Regions from separate parts of the Gossypium hirsutum genome. Here region 1 is linked to region 2. The links are chromatin contacts, called in public Hi-C maps. All regions are on one chromosome and are shown on one strand. Each heading gives the region's core, a stretch centred on a gene start, on an enhancer-like site or on the middle of the called end of the contact. The rest is flanking DNA. Distances are from core to core; before and after follow the strand shown. Region 1 holds the start of LOC121203000. Region 2 has its middle 33 kb from the start of LOC107948592.

Region 1 (6,866 bases), core at 147-2,646, 360 kb after region 2:
TGGTTAAAAGGTCTGTTTTGTTATTTTTCAAAAGTTGAGTGACTGAATTGAAACCAAAGTGACTATTTTGTCAGCTACCCTAAAGTTGAATGACTATTGGTGTAATTTACCCCCCAAAACAAACAACCCTCTTCAATTTATAGGCATAGTATTTTTTTTTCAAAAATGTTGATCAAAGTTGTTCATGTATATGTTGTTTTATATGTACTCTATGTCAAATTTGAAATGACATTTATTGCCTAAATTTATGGGCAAGACCTATCATATTTTTATGACTTAATTAATACAAAATTGATCACTTGCCTATCAACATGAATACTATAACATGCTTCAAACCATATCAACCCCACTTATTGACACCCTATCATTAGATGCTTCACAGTTTCCTTCACCATATGACACAAATCACAAATAGGGAATCTTTACACCTTCTCTTCACATATTAATATTAGTTGGGATGGTGTTACTACATAATATACGCATTCTTAGGATGAACTTACTATTGAATCGTACCAATTGATATGATTCACAGCTAACCTTTTTTACATAGGGTCCTTCCCAATTCGTCATTATCTTGTCTTTTAGTATTTTTTTGCTAATGGCCTTTACGTGCCTCAAATTCATGTATGAGCTGGGCATTTTATTGCAATGTTCCTTGATGTCGTTGGAACTATTCTTGAAGGAGCTTGAGTTGCTTCGGTAGTTTTGTATATTGTTGGCTCGCATTCATATTGTTTTGGATGGAGGAATGGTCAGTTAGTGGCAATAGGGGTAGGGGGTTATTTGCAAGTTGCAACTTGAGGTTCATATTGATTTAGGTAGCTATGGTAGTACTAAGGCTGAGGTTGCGTGTAAATTTGCTAGTGATACTATTGGTAGGCTAGATGGGTGGTGTTGTACGAATATCCCTCGTGATGACTAGGTTGACCATAGTGGTTATAGGCAAAATATTGCTGGTATCCTGACCTCATAGGGCATTGGTAGTAAGGCTTTATTTTTATAGGTTTGAAGATTTAATGTGGGTCTTTCAAAAATGATCACTTTAGCTTACAAGTCTAATTTTAAGATTATGGATATCTTTTTTTTTTTTAACATTAATTTCATTAAGGTTCTTATCATAACTGCTCTTTTTGATACTATGCCTAGAACTACTCATAACCCCTCCCCAACCCTTAAATAGGAAGATAATGCACTTCAACGTACTCAAACTCATGACCTTCTGCATTGACAATAATGCCAATGCCAATCGAACTAAGACTCAATTGACAAAATTATGGGTATCTCATTTAGATTTGATTGACTTTTAAAGTTATAAGATATGACACGAGACATTATTAATTTTTAAAAGATGAATGAGGTAAATTTATGTACAAGTGACCTTGCTTGAATTGGAGGAGTTGCGTCTCGATCCTTTGTCCGGGAATATGTATCAAACTTGTAATTTCCCTTGTAAAAGAATATATAAAATTTCTTGATTGTTGAAAATAGAATTCTATAAATCCAACAAGACAAAGAAAAAGAATTGGAAAGGCCCAAGGAGCTAAACTTTTCGTTTAGACAACAAAAAAGTTTTCTGGCCTGTTAATCGCCATGGTCCATCAAAGCCCCTGAGCCCTGACCCAGCTTCAACCCCACAACTCAGAAGGACACTCGTGCGGTCCTGCCTGCGCCTGATATAAACGAAACTCAAGCCTCCTTAACAGAGATCAGGTAGCTTCGAGAAACAAAGGAGCCTGCTACATCGTCTTCATCGTTTTCATTTGCCAGGTAAAACTCCTCTTTATCATCATAAGTCCTAGCGTTAATTCTTTTTTAACCTTTTATATAATTACATAATGATTGTTTTGTTGTCTAACAAAAATATTAGGGTTTTTTTGACTTCGGGCTTTTTGATCTGATATTTGTTTTTATTTTAATTTTTTTATCAGATTTTGGGAACTGATCATGGCTGGAGGAGGAAATTTCATGCACAGAGTTATATCTTATGTCGTCAATGAGCTTGTCGTTGATAGACTTGCAAATAGGTACCTTTTTTTCTCTGGTTTATTTTTCATTATTTTCCATTGATTTTTTTTCCTTATTGATTTATTTTTCTAGAATAAGAAAAAAAATCAAAATATTTTCTCGAGATCAGAAAGGTTGAATATTTGTTCGTGTAATTCTAAAGACTTGAAAATAGCTTGTTGTTTGTTAACTATTTATGGAAGCTTCTTTCTCTGGCTGCTGGGACTGCTCTGTTTCCCATCAGTTCGTTCACTTGAAGCAAAAGTGCCTCAATTCTCAAATCACACACACACACACACACATCGATAGTGCAACATGCCTTGCATTATGGATTAAGGAGGTTTGAGAAGATTTTTACCTCAAAATCAGCCCCCTTTCCCTTTTTGGTACAAATTTATTTGAAATGATATTGACTTTTTGTTTAATATATCTTTTCAAATGCTTGAGACCAAATTTTGTTTTTAAAGTTTGTGAATCATCTAGGAAAAGGATTCCGAAATTTGGTTTGCTTCGATAGAGTTGTTAATGTTAGGCATATGCTATCTCCAGTGTAAAATATCTGGAACTGGATTTTTTTGTTGGGGGGGGGATTGAGAAAATTTTCATATGAACAAAATAAATAATTGAACATTGAAGTTTGATCTTTAATAGCCGGTGGAAAGTTTTCTCATAGTTTTAGGCAATCTGAGTTCTTTTTCCTTTTAGTTTCATTGATTGTTTGTTTGCTTACATTAATCATTGCTCTATGATTCCTTCGAGGACCAACCTTTGTTTCTTTTTTATCTTCTTTGGTTTTTTATGTTTTTTATTTTTCAGCCCTGCATTCCAAAGATTTGCTGTGAGGACATCAAAGAGGATAGAAGATATCTCCAGTATGGGTATGTGCATGTCTCGTCCTGTTACTATGATCTTTTTCTAAATTCTGTGTGTGAATTTAACCTGCTATTATCCTACAAAAAGCCAACGAAAGACCTTGCTGATGTTAATTGCCGGCTTTGGTGCATGCAGCTGAGAAGAAGAGGCAAGAACTCGCTGAACAAATGAAAGAAATCTCGAAAAACATGGAGGTTGGCTGTAATTATTTAACTTGATATTAAAACTTTACCTTTGGTGGATATTTTATTGTTTCTAACCACATATTGTTTTCCTTGCAGTCTAAAAACTAATGATCGTATTCGTACAACTGCTCTGACCCTCTCGTAGTTTTGGTAATCTCTAGCTTATGTACTGCTATATGAATCCATTTTCTGAAATAGAGGGGCGTAATTTGGCACCTCTAATCCACTGGTTATGGTACTGCTGCATGTATTTCAAAGGTGGTTTATTCTCTTCCAATTGGATAATGTAGGAGAAGTTTTCTTTTTGAATATGCAATGATACATATATATATCCCATTTATAATGAGTGATATTGACAAGCTGGTGGTAGTATTATGTTACATGGAACTCGTTGTGATTTTGGATAGTGGCATTTGCTCGTTTCATTCGGTCTTGATGTTTATATACTTTTCCAGATGTTAAATTGATGAAATAAGAGGTTAAAATGTGTGGCTTGTGATTTAAGGTAAGTTCAAAGTCAAATGAACTCTCTCTTGCAGTGCTGGTTGAAGATGTTTGTTCATCATAGGCAAAAGATGTGAGCATCAATGATCATCTCTCCCTATAAACATTTTTGGTAACCACCATTGACTTCCAAGAGATTTTCAGACAAAATAATTCAATTTTATTGTGTTTCGGGTTTCGACTTGATTCAATTGTATGGGATGATGCAAATTGGGTTCGGAGGCGTGGTTGTAGCTGGGTCTTTAATTAAAATTTTCGTGTTTGGATTGAATTAATGTTTGCAGAATTCGGTTGGATTGATTGGTTGAGTTGGTTTTTTTGGTTTTATTAAAAAAGATAAAAATAAAAATATTAAAAAAAATTGATTTCATGTCAGTAGATTTCACGTTCTATTGATTGGATTGGCCTCATCAATCCACACAATTATATCTCTCAACTACTGGTATTTTTTTGTCAATTAATTATAAAAATGTACGAAATTATCATTCAATTATTAAATTTTATCTTTTTTTATTAATAATTATAGATTTTGAAATTTTCATAAAATAACTTTATACTTTAAAATTTTTATGTTGTGTAAATTTAATCTTGATTTTGAAATAATATTTACATATTGTGTAATTTAAATTTTTTTAATAATCTTATTATTCTTTAAGATTTTTTTACTTAAAAAGTTTTAAAAAAATTTATTAGTGTTGAAAATATAAAAAATAAAATGAAAAACATTCAAAAATTCATGATAATAATTTTCATCTTTTCTTCTTTTTAAAAATAACATTCAAAGTTAAGAATTAAAATTAAAATTACATAATTTATAAATATTGATAGTTAAAATTATTATTATGTTAATTTTTAAAGTGGCCACCGTTGACCAGCTAATAAAAAAAAGATAAAATTAAATAACCTAATACTTATTTTGTAATTTTTTATAATTAATTAACTAAAAATAATTAAATAGTTAGTAATATAATTTACCCTTCTAATAAGAACTATCAATTTATAAAAATATAAATCAAGGTCTGTGGTAGTATTTGATTAACCATTATTATTTTTAAAGCTCTGAAAAAAAATCATAAAAAAACACATGGACATAGGCTGTGGGGCTTGGATTCTACTCCAAATCTTCCCAAAGTAGCCCAATACAGCAGGAAATGTGGAGTTGAGATCTAATTAAAATGATGTCTAATTCCCTTTATTTGCAAAACCCCTGTTCCTTTCGTAGTACAGTAGGGTTTATCGAAACGCAAAAGTTGAAGACTGGAAAGATCCCATGGCTACTGCTATTTGGAGAAACGCATCTCGTTTACGAAGCTTTAATCGGTGTCTTTATGCCCGCAGTCTGAGCCAATTCAGATCCTCCATTCCATCTTCAACCATAACCCCCCACTCTCTTTGCGCTCCATCTCTCCCTTCCTTCCCTCCGGTTCGTTTCCCTCCTCATTTCTTTCTTCTCCTTTTGAAAGTTACCCAGAATATCCTTTCAATCTCTCATCTTTCTTTTTTGGTGGTTCACAGGTTATTCCTGTTGGAGCTGAATTCAAATCCTTGGGAATTTATGGAAGGTTTTTATCTAATTCCACCGCAACTCCTACCGAAAATCAAGAGAAATCGTCTTCGTCATCGAAAACCAATTCTGAAGAGACCCAAAACACTGGAGGTTCGCAGCAGAGCAGTGGTAGTGAAGGCAAGCCTGTTCGCGGCGGGGTACTTCAATTTTTATTCCCCTTTTTGGCTTCTTAATTTGTTCTCTTTCTGAAACTTCCCCTTTTTTTGGATTAAAAAGTTTCGAATCTTGTTTTGATTGGATTGGAATTTGCAGCCTGTTTCATGGTTGAGTTTTCTTTTGCTGCTTGCCACTGGAATCGGTATTATTTTTTACTACGACAATCTAAAGAAAAGACATATTGAAGGTACACTTCTATGGTGAGTTGTAAGTTATGTTAAAAGGTTTTGCATTGCTGGGAAAGAGAGCATCACAATAAACAGTTGAGTCTTTAAAAGTTATAACTTGCGACTTCGGGCATCGTTAATGTCATAGTTCCATGGTTCTACAATATGCAAGATAGTCTTTTAAAAGTTGTAACTTGCAAGTTTGGGCATCACAATGTGTTTTTTAGGCTTTATTTAAGAGTAGCAGTGTTGTCAAAATGAATTGAACTTTGGCAGAAAAGAGTTCTTATGGTTCAGCTAGGCGATGAATGAAATGTCTCCAATTTTCAATTACTAATTACTAGTATCATATCACTTTTTCTTTTTCTGCTCGTATTGGTTGAAGACTTGAAGTTTTACTACTGCAGAAATTAGTAATGCTTCAAAGGCTGTGAAAGAAGGACCATCAGCTGGAAAAGCAGCCATCGGGGGTCCATTTAGTCTTGTAAATCATGACGGTAAACGTGTTACTGAGAAAGACTTTAAGGGGAAGTGGACTTTGGTTTATTTTGGCTTCACTCACTGTCCAGATATCTGCCCAGATGAGCTGCTAAAGCTAGCTGCTGCTATTGACAAAATAAGTAAGTTGCTGATAGTTTCACTTGGCCAGAAAATAAAATTATGAATTGTATGTTTAGTTATTTAAAAACTTGCATATCATCAAAGAAACTAATGTGATTCTTTATTTATAATGAAACTAGAATATGAGACAAGAATTTGTCAGGCTAGAAACAACTCAAGTGATCCATTTGTAGTAACTTCAATTTCTATTTGGTGTCTTCTTTTGTTTTCACTTCTTAGAGGAAAAGGCTGGAATAGACATTGTGCCCGTATTTATCTCTGTTGATCCTGAAAGAGATACTGTTGAGCAAGTACGTGAATATGTGAAAGGTACTTCATAGTATTTTTTTGAAGTATTTTGGTCAATTTGCTTATGCAACTGTAATTTGGTTCATCGAAACTTTTACCTGTAATTATTTTCCCACTTTTGCAGAGTTTCATCCAAAATTAGTAGGTTTAACTGGTACACCGGACGAGATAAAGAAAGTTGCTCGTGCATATCGAGTTTATTATATGAAGACGGCAGAGGAAGATTCAGATTACCTTGTTGATCATTCCATAGTCATGTAAGTACTAGCTTTGTTTGATTTGACCTACAATGTTGTTGACTGGTAATTGAGATCTGTATAGTAATAGGCATTGGTGTATGTTGACATTGATGAACACAAAATAGCAGACCTCAAAATAGAAAAAAGATGGTAGTTTACTGGCAAGAGTTGTTTGATTAGGAGATGAGATGAGAAAAGGTTTTCACCTTTTTCCTAGTGAGGACTGGTACTCTTGGGACTCTCGAAGGTAGCGATGTTAGTA
Region 2 (7,503 bases), core at 1,943-4,442:
CTCTCTTCTTATAATCCACTAAAAATAAAAATTTTGTAATTTGGAACTAAGATGCAACCAAACCTAACCCGCCCGCCCCTGCATAGTTGTACAAGTGACCCAATAGTCGCTCTGTTTCAATTTGAAAAAAGGAACTTGTAAAGAAGGGAGGCAAAGTCAAGACGTTAATTGAAGGGAAAACTCAAAAGAACGTAGCCGAATATAGTATTTTTTATAAGGTTAATATAGTATTTGGTATTTAAATTTAGTTTTAATATTCAATTTAATACATTAGTTTTTTTTTTGTTTTGATTAAGTACTTATGTTTTTTTTATTAGATCACACAAGTCAAATATTCATTAGGTTTTATGATGCAGATTGGCCTGGTGACTAGATTAAACATTAAAACTAAAGTCATGTATCAAATTGAACATTAAAGTAAAACTTACATACCAAATGATATATTAATGCTTTTTAAGATAATATCCATATTAATATATATATACATATATGCATGTCCAATTTTTTTTTTCATTATTAACAATAATGGTTAAATTTAATTATGGTCCCTCTAATTTTTAGATTATATAAAAATTATAAAAATTCAATTTCAGTTCCTATATTATGCTCAAATTTGAGATTTAATCTTTATACTTTAATTTTTGACATAATTTGCTACCACATCATTTATAATGTAATTAGTTAGTCTAAATATTTTATTTTAATTAAAATGTTGACGTATACTTTTGTTAAATTTAGGTCCATTACGATGTTATTTTTTTGACATGATTATCGAGTGAATATTGTTTTAAGTTTTAGAATGTTACATAAATAAATTTAATAGAAGAATTTTAATAATGTTAACAATTAAATGTGAATTTTTAAATTCGAAATTTATGAGGATTAAATTCCAAATATACAAATAATAAAAAAATTGAAGCATATTATAACTTATTAAATTTAACTATTTAATAAAAAATAATTAATCTAAGAGTGTCTTTGGATTGACGATGTCTGTAATACAGTAAAAATTTTTACCTCACTGTAATAATAGTTAATCTTATCACCATAATTATTTTTAATCTTAATAAAAGTAACTGTGTGGTCCATTCAAATAAACCTCAAGTCGAAAATCATTCGAGTGAGTTTATAAATATTACAGTGAGGTAAATGAGGTGTCATGCGGATACAGATATAGATATAGGAAGAAGCCATTCGTGAGGGTGAAGCTAAGGACAAATTGATTAAAGCCATTGGGTGTTGGGGAACTTTTACTCTTCTCAATAACAATTATATATGTATAGTGTCGGCCTTTAGTGGAACAAGTTACATGAAATTTCGTGTTTAATATATGGGGGAACCATACAAAAAATTCAGCATCGATCTCATCATTATCTTGGTCTCATTATTTTTAATAACCACGTTAAAATTAATTTAAACAAACTTACGACATCCAAGACAAAATGGGACAGCTTTTGGGTCGAGAAAGACAATGGGATTTGACTAGGTTTTTCCCTTCTTTTTTCTTTGCTTTAATTTTTGAAAGGAAACTGAAGGGATACATTGAAATATTGGGAGAAGACTATTTCAAATTTTCAATCTCTATGGATTGGGTATTTTGAATATGCCAACTCATGTCTTGTATCACTCATCATGAATTAAAGTTTGTGATTATTATACATGAATTGATTAAATAGAATTTATTTGATTCATTTGAATTGATTCGATTCATGGAACATATAGAGTTCATTTACTTAAAATTTGACTGATTCAATAAAACACTTAAATAAAATTAGAGTTTTGGGAGAAATATGTAAAGTAATATTAAGAGATCTTAGAAAATTCTTTTAAAAATCTCAATTTGTAGGTTTGTTTTGATTTGAACCGTCGATATACTTTAAACTATATCATTAGATCTGGGGGAGCTCAAATATAGATAAAAGCATTCCCTTTTAATTTGTAATCTTTCCATTTATAATTATTAAATATATTTGAGAGTATTTACTTAAATATCTTCTGTGCATTGCTTTCTTGTAACTTTGATTTGTGTTTCTTTATCTTTTGTATTTGTTTCCGTTTTATTTCAATGCTTTAAATTTTTTTTTATAAATTCTCATCTTTCGAGCGTTAAATTAATTTAAACGAATTTAAAATAAAAAATCATTTGAGGTTACACAATTTACGAGACTTAAGTTCTAATCCCATAACACTTACATCAGCATCATTTAGAATTATTATATTACAATAAAAACAAAAAATTTAGGGATAGTAAATGGGTTAAATTATAGATTATATAAATTTTCGAACCCAGGGTAACTATGTTCCCTAACCATGCATCGTTTTACCACCTTCCACTTCTTCACTCGAGCATTTACTTTTTGTTTTACTATATAAGCTCCAATGTCGCTTAACACACCTTTGTTTTGTTTGACAGATATTCTCCTCGACCATCTTAAATAGAAGTGCATCAACCATTTTGATGAACCAAACTGAAATAAAAACATAAGGAAGCTCAGTTTAAGAATTCTGGAGCAGATAAAATTGCAAGTAAACTTCATTCATGGATTATATTGTAAACCATAGATTCACTATTGATTTTCTTTTCAACTTATTAACTCACTAGTTCAACTATTACAAAATAAATTTTTTAAAAAGATTTTTATTTTCAATTTATAACACGATGTGAGTGAAAAATAAAATTATACAAAAAAATATATTTATAAAAAAATTTAAAAAAATAAGATTTTGATTGAAATGGTTAAAAAAATGTTAAAAATTATTGTGTTTTAGGTTTAAATCCTATAATGTGCACATATTTTTCTATAAAATGTAAATAAAAAAACACACCCCAAAATAATATAATATATTTTATAAAACAATGATATTTTAGCCATTACTTACATAAGTTGATGCTTAGTTGACTAGTCATACCAACTCAATTAAGGGTTTAATCTATAATATATATAACAAAAATAAAATTAGCTTTAAGTATAATTCACATAGTTTTTGACATTTTTTATCTAATTTAATTAGTTTAGTTGATTTTACATTAATTCATCCATCAATCCAAAATATAATAAAGTTTGACAATCATGAAAGAAAAAGAAAATGATGTGATGATGATGAAAAATTGGGTTGATTTGATAGTTGAGGGCAAATGGCCCAAAGGGACGAAAAAGAAGTCTATAATTTGAATTTATTGGGCATGTGTGGTGGTGTTGAATCCCATTACCATAGCCCCATGTGGACTTTCCATATATAAGAAAAGCTTTATTTCATGCATTAAACTTGACCCATTGGAATTAAACTTTATATTCTCTTTTGAGTTTTGACCAACCATCTATGTTCATGAATTTTCCTCATTATACTTTATTTTTCAAATTGGTTTATAGTTCTCATTTTTAATAATTAAATATATAAAATAAAAACCAATAGCTTCCCTACCACATGCATTCCTTTATATATATGCACACTTTAAACATTTATATTCAAATCATATTACATAATTTTAATTTTAAAATTTTCGTTAACAATTAAATAATGAATTTTTTTTCTAAAAATATGATTAAAAGATTAAAATAAAAATATTTTTTTGGTCAAAATTTGTTGTCGATCTCTGTATTTCGATAAAATTTGAGATTCAATTTCTATATTTAATGTTTAAAATTAGATCTTCTTACTTTTACGATTTAAAAATCAATCCAATCATAATATTATTAATATCTTTCATAAAAAAATTGTCAATTTAAAATGTTTGTTTTTCGTTAACTACACGTCTCTTAACATGTTTGTTTTTTGTTAACTACATGTCTCTTCATATGAAAACAATTTAGTCAGCATGCCAAGTTAGAACCTAAGAAAAGAATACTACCAATATTTATGACTAATATACCAAAAAAGGCCCATTTTTTTAAAAATTACAAAAATGGGCCACTTTTGTTGAAAATTACAAAAATGAGCCGAAAATACAAAAATGCGCCCAGCTACTGACGTTTTTAGGGGAAAATCAAAAAAGCGCGTCCAACTCAACGCTTTTTTCCCTCCTGACTAGTAAAACACGTCCAAGTCAACACGTTCCCCCAACGGTCACTTTCCACTGTATTTTAAATAGTCGTTACCCCCCCAACGTTAAAAAAAAAACTATAACCTCTCCACACCTTCTTCTCACTCACATTTCTCACAATTCTCTCTTAAATCTCTCAAATTTCTCAATCAACTCTAAAAAATCTCTCAAATTCTCTCTTAATTTTTTTTTCTAAATTCTATTTTTATCTAAATTCTATTTATTATTATTGATTAATGTTTTCAAGAAATAATTTTTTATTAAAAATTTATTCGTATTCAATATAATTTAGCAATGGTCGGGTCTCTAATCCATCTTGATAACAAGCACATCTTTGTCAACCAAATGCAAATGGTAAGAATAAATTTTAATATTGTTTAATTTTTTATTTCATTGTTATATTTTAACTTAATATTTTTTATAATTTTTACATAAAGAGGTGGAAGATCGAATTTTGCAATATCATATTCGTAATCTACCCGGTCCTCCATCACCGTTGATCAAAACATACTTGAGGGAAGCTGATTTTTGGTACATGGCCTTTGTAGGCTGGGGATATAAGTTAGACCTGAAACTCATAAGCGCGTTAGTGGAGAGATGGAGACCTGAGACGCACACATTCTATCTTTCATGCGGCGAGTGTACTATCACTTTAGAGGACGTGCATTTATAGTTGGGGTTATCCGTGGATAGGTCAGTAGTCACCGGGTCTATTCCGTCTGGTGATTGATGAGCTGTATGTTTAGATCTTTTGGGTGTGATTCCAGAAATGATTTACAGAGGTCGGATTGAAATCCCTTGGATACGAAAAAATTTTGCGGAGCTAGTTGAGGATTCGACTGAAGCCGAAAGAGAATGATACGCTCGGGCGTATATCCTTTAAATCATTGGGGGTATTTTGATGTCGAATAAGTCACGAAATCCCGTCCATCTAAGGTGATCGCTGAAACTCGTCGATTTTAGAGGAGCAGGCGAACTCAGTTGGGGATCCGCTGTGTTGGTAAAATTGTACCAGGAGATGTGTCAGGCGATACAACCAGTGAAAATCAAAATTGGTGGTTGCTTTTTACTACTACAATCATGGGCCCGATTCTGGTTTCCATTTTTACGTCATCGAGAGAACTACCCGTATACATTCTCACTCGTAACAAGGTAAAATTTAGTAGATATCCTCATGATTAATTGATTTAAATTTAAATTATTATGCTAATAAGTTATTTAAATAGGTGGAACCATGCACCGGTCATGTGGGATTATCTATCAAGCTTTAAGATATACGGCTTCTATTAGACCAACGATCAGAAGTAGATGTATGTATTTATTTAATTTTGAACTATATACAAATAACATAGTCAATTTCTATTTAGTAATATATTTAATTTTCAATTATATACAAATAATGTAATTGAACTATATACGACTGAAAGCGATCGCTGTAGTATGCAGTCTCTGTTTCAAGATCTGTTACGCAACCTGGGACGTACCTCTCCAGCACTTGACACCATTGTCACACCTCATTGTATGACTCGTCCTACCCACTATACATCTTCTCCAACGCCTTCTACTTTGCTATCCACACATTGCAGTACGAAGGCGTATAGTTGAATTGGCTACAAATATTTGTAATTAAAATGGAAACAATAGTCCTCGGATCCGCTTTAACCATCAGTAATATTATGCCTATGATCACATCTGAATCCAACTTTGGATGACCCCTTGAAACACCTGCAACCCCACGAGTACGTTAATTAAGTGGAATTGTATCTAAAACCCTAATTAATAAAACCTTAAAAACCCAGTGATACTGTACCAGAGGCAACACACGTATACAGACTGGTGAACTTTTCTATCGTCCATAACCCCATTTTTTTCTTCACAAAGCCATAATTTTTCATGTGCATCTATCATATCGTATTGCACACTTGGCCTCGAATGTCTCAGATTTGGATTTAACATATGGAAGTTAACCCCGTTCTTGATGCTGTATAGCTTCAATGCAGCAATAAAACCATTTTTACTGAAAAACTCCTTGCCCATTTCCAAATCACCAGAATCTAACGAATGACTTGTGTGGCTAGGCCTCTTGTGTGATAGTTCTACAAACTTCAACCCATCCCCTGTTGATAGATCAACATTATGCATATGGGCTGGCGGCAAGTATGCCATGAATCGTGGATCTTCTTTTTCTTCATCTTCACCACTTCACCTTCTTCTGGTTCAATTGGAATAGGCTTTGGTTCAAAAAATAATACAACTTCTAAACTGTCGGCATTGGGCTCCTAGGGTGGATCCATATCGGATTCATTTTCATCTTCATTCTCGGACCTATTAACGTCTGCCATGTTAGAGGTTCCCTTGCCGATGGACGTTGTAGGGAGTACATCATCCATTCTTATGTACGTATCGATTCCCAACCACTAGAAGTTACTGCTATTCCCAACCACTAGAAGTTGCTGCCATTCCCTAGTAAGTATTCCTAACATTGAACATCGACCCACCGAGATTTATGTCCCATCCACTAACTGAGTGTAACACCCTTAATCCATATCCGTCACTGAAATAGGGTTACAGAATATTATCAAAACTTTCATAATATTTACAAATAAATCATGTCAATCACTATTCTTTATCTGAGATTATTCATAACGTCCCTTAAATGGACCCTCGAGGCCCAAAATAAGTAATAGAATCGAGTCGAGACTTAATCGAAAACTATATAAAAATTTTGCTAGTTTTCAAAAGTTTTCTAAGTTACAGGGCACACACGCCCTTGTGGTCCGAGGGACACGCTCGTGTGACCTTGGGACACTCCCGTGCTACAGGTCGTGTTCGACCCCGAATAACTCTCTGACTTGTGCATACGACCATGCCACACGCCTGTGTGCTAGGTCGTGTGGTTAATTAATTCTTTTCGAAATTAGGTTTAGGTTGCACACGGCCAAGACACACGCCCGTATTCCAGGCCGTGTAGCACACACGACTGAGACACACGCCCGTGTCTTTGTCTGTGTGCTCAATTCTGAGCATACTATTTTCTCGAATTTAAGGTGCAGGAGACACACAGCCTAACCACATGCCCATGTACCAGGCCGTGTGTCACACACGGTCTAGATAGACGCTCGTGTCTCTGTCCATGTGGATAAAATAAAGCCATTCCTAGCTTCATTTCTCATCTAAAATCATACCAAATTCCTACACCAAACTTACATCCAAATACCAACCAGCTCAAGCATTGAATTCAAGCAATTTATAACATCTAACATGATATATTGTTACATGCATCCATGCTTAAATCTTACCTTTCTCAATCAATCAATAAGAAAAACTTATGTAATCTCCATAAAGTAAACTTAAATACATATATATACATGTAGCAAAACATAATCATCATTAGTTATTCCAATGGCTAGATTACAATAATCATTTACATTTATATGCCAATATAACCAATATAACCTATA

The links. Hi-C and Micro-C count contacts between places; a contact is called where the count stands out from the background.
Region 1: a Hi-C map of hypocotyl shows a contact between it and region 2, with 2.1 times the contacts expected there. The contact joins the promoter of LOC121203000 here to the enhancer-like site in region 2. A contact is called at or near these places in 2 of 34 Hi-C or Micro-C datasets (hypocotyl and leaf).

The regions. Positions count from the first base shown.
Region 1 is chrA04:77,593,122-77,599,987 of Gossypium_hirsutum_v2.1, forward strand. It overlaps LOC121203000, which reads left to right and starts at 1,397. Exons shown (of 6, transcript XM_041111412.1): 1 at 1,397-1,767; 2 at 1,929-2,024; 3 at 2,821-2,882; 4 at 3,013-3,071; 5 at 3,159-3,212; 6 at 3,602-3,837. The coding sequence starts at 1,945. The coding sequence ends at 3,170. It overlaps LOC107948946 (protein SCO1 homolog 1, mitochondrial), which reads left to right and starts at 4,663. Exons shown (of 7, transcript XM_016883621.2): 1 at 4,663-4,989; 2 at 5,082-5,270; 3 at 5,386-5,476; 4 at 5,864-6,076; 5 at 6,297-6,386; 6 at 6,490-6,622. The coding sequence starts at 4,837.
Region 2 is chrA04:77,233,354-77,240,856 of Gossypium_hirsutum_v2.1, forward strand. No RefSeq gene overlaps it. Among protein-coding and RNA genes, the nearest start is that of LOC107948592, 33 kb to the left of the region's middle. Within about 2 kb of position 3,193, at least 2 of the 9 cell types and tissues checked have an H3K27ac peak or open chromatin away from gene starts, as enhancers often do. A contact at or near this core is called in hypocotyl and leaf, where this site is marked.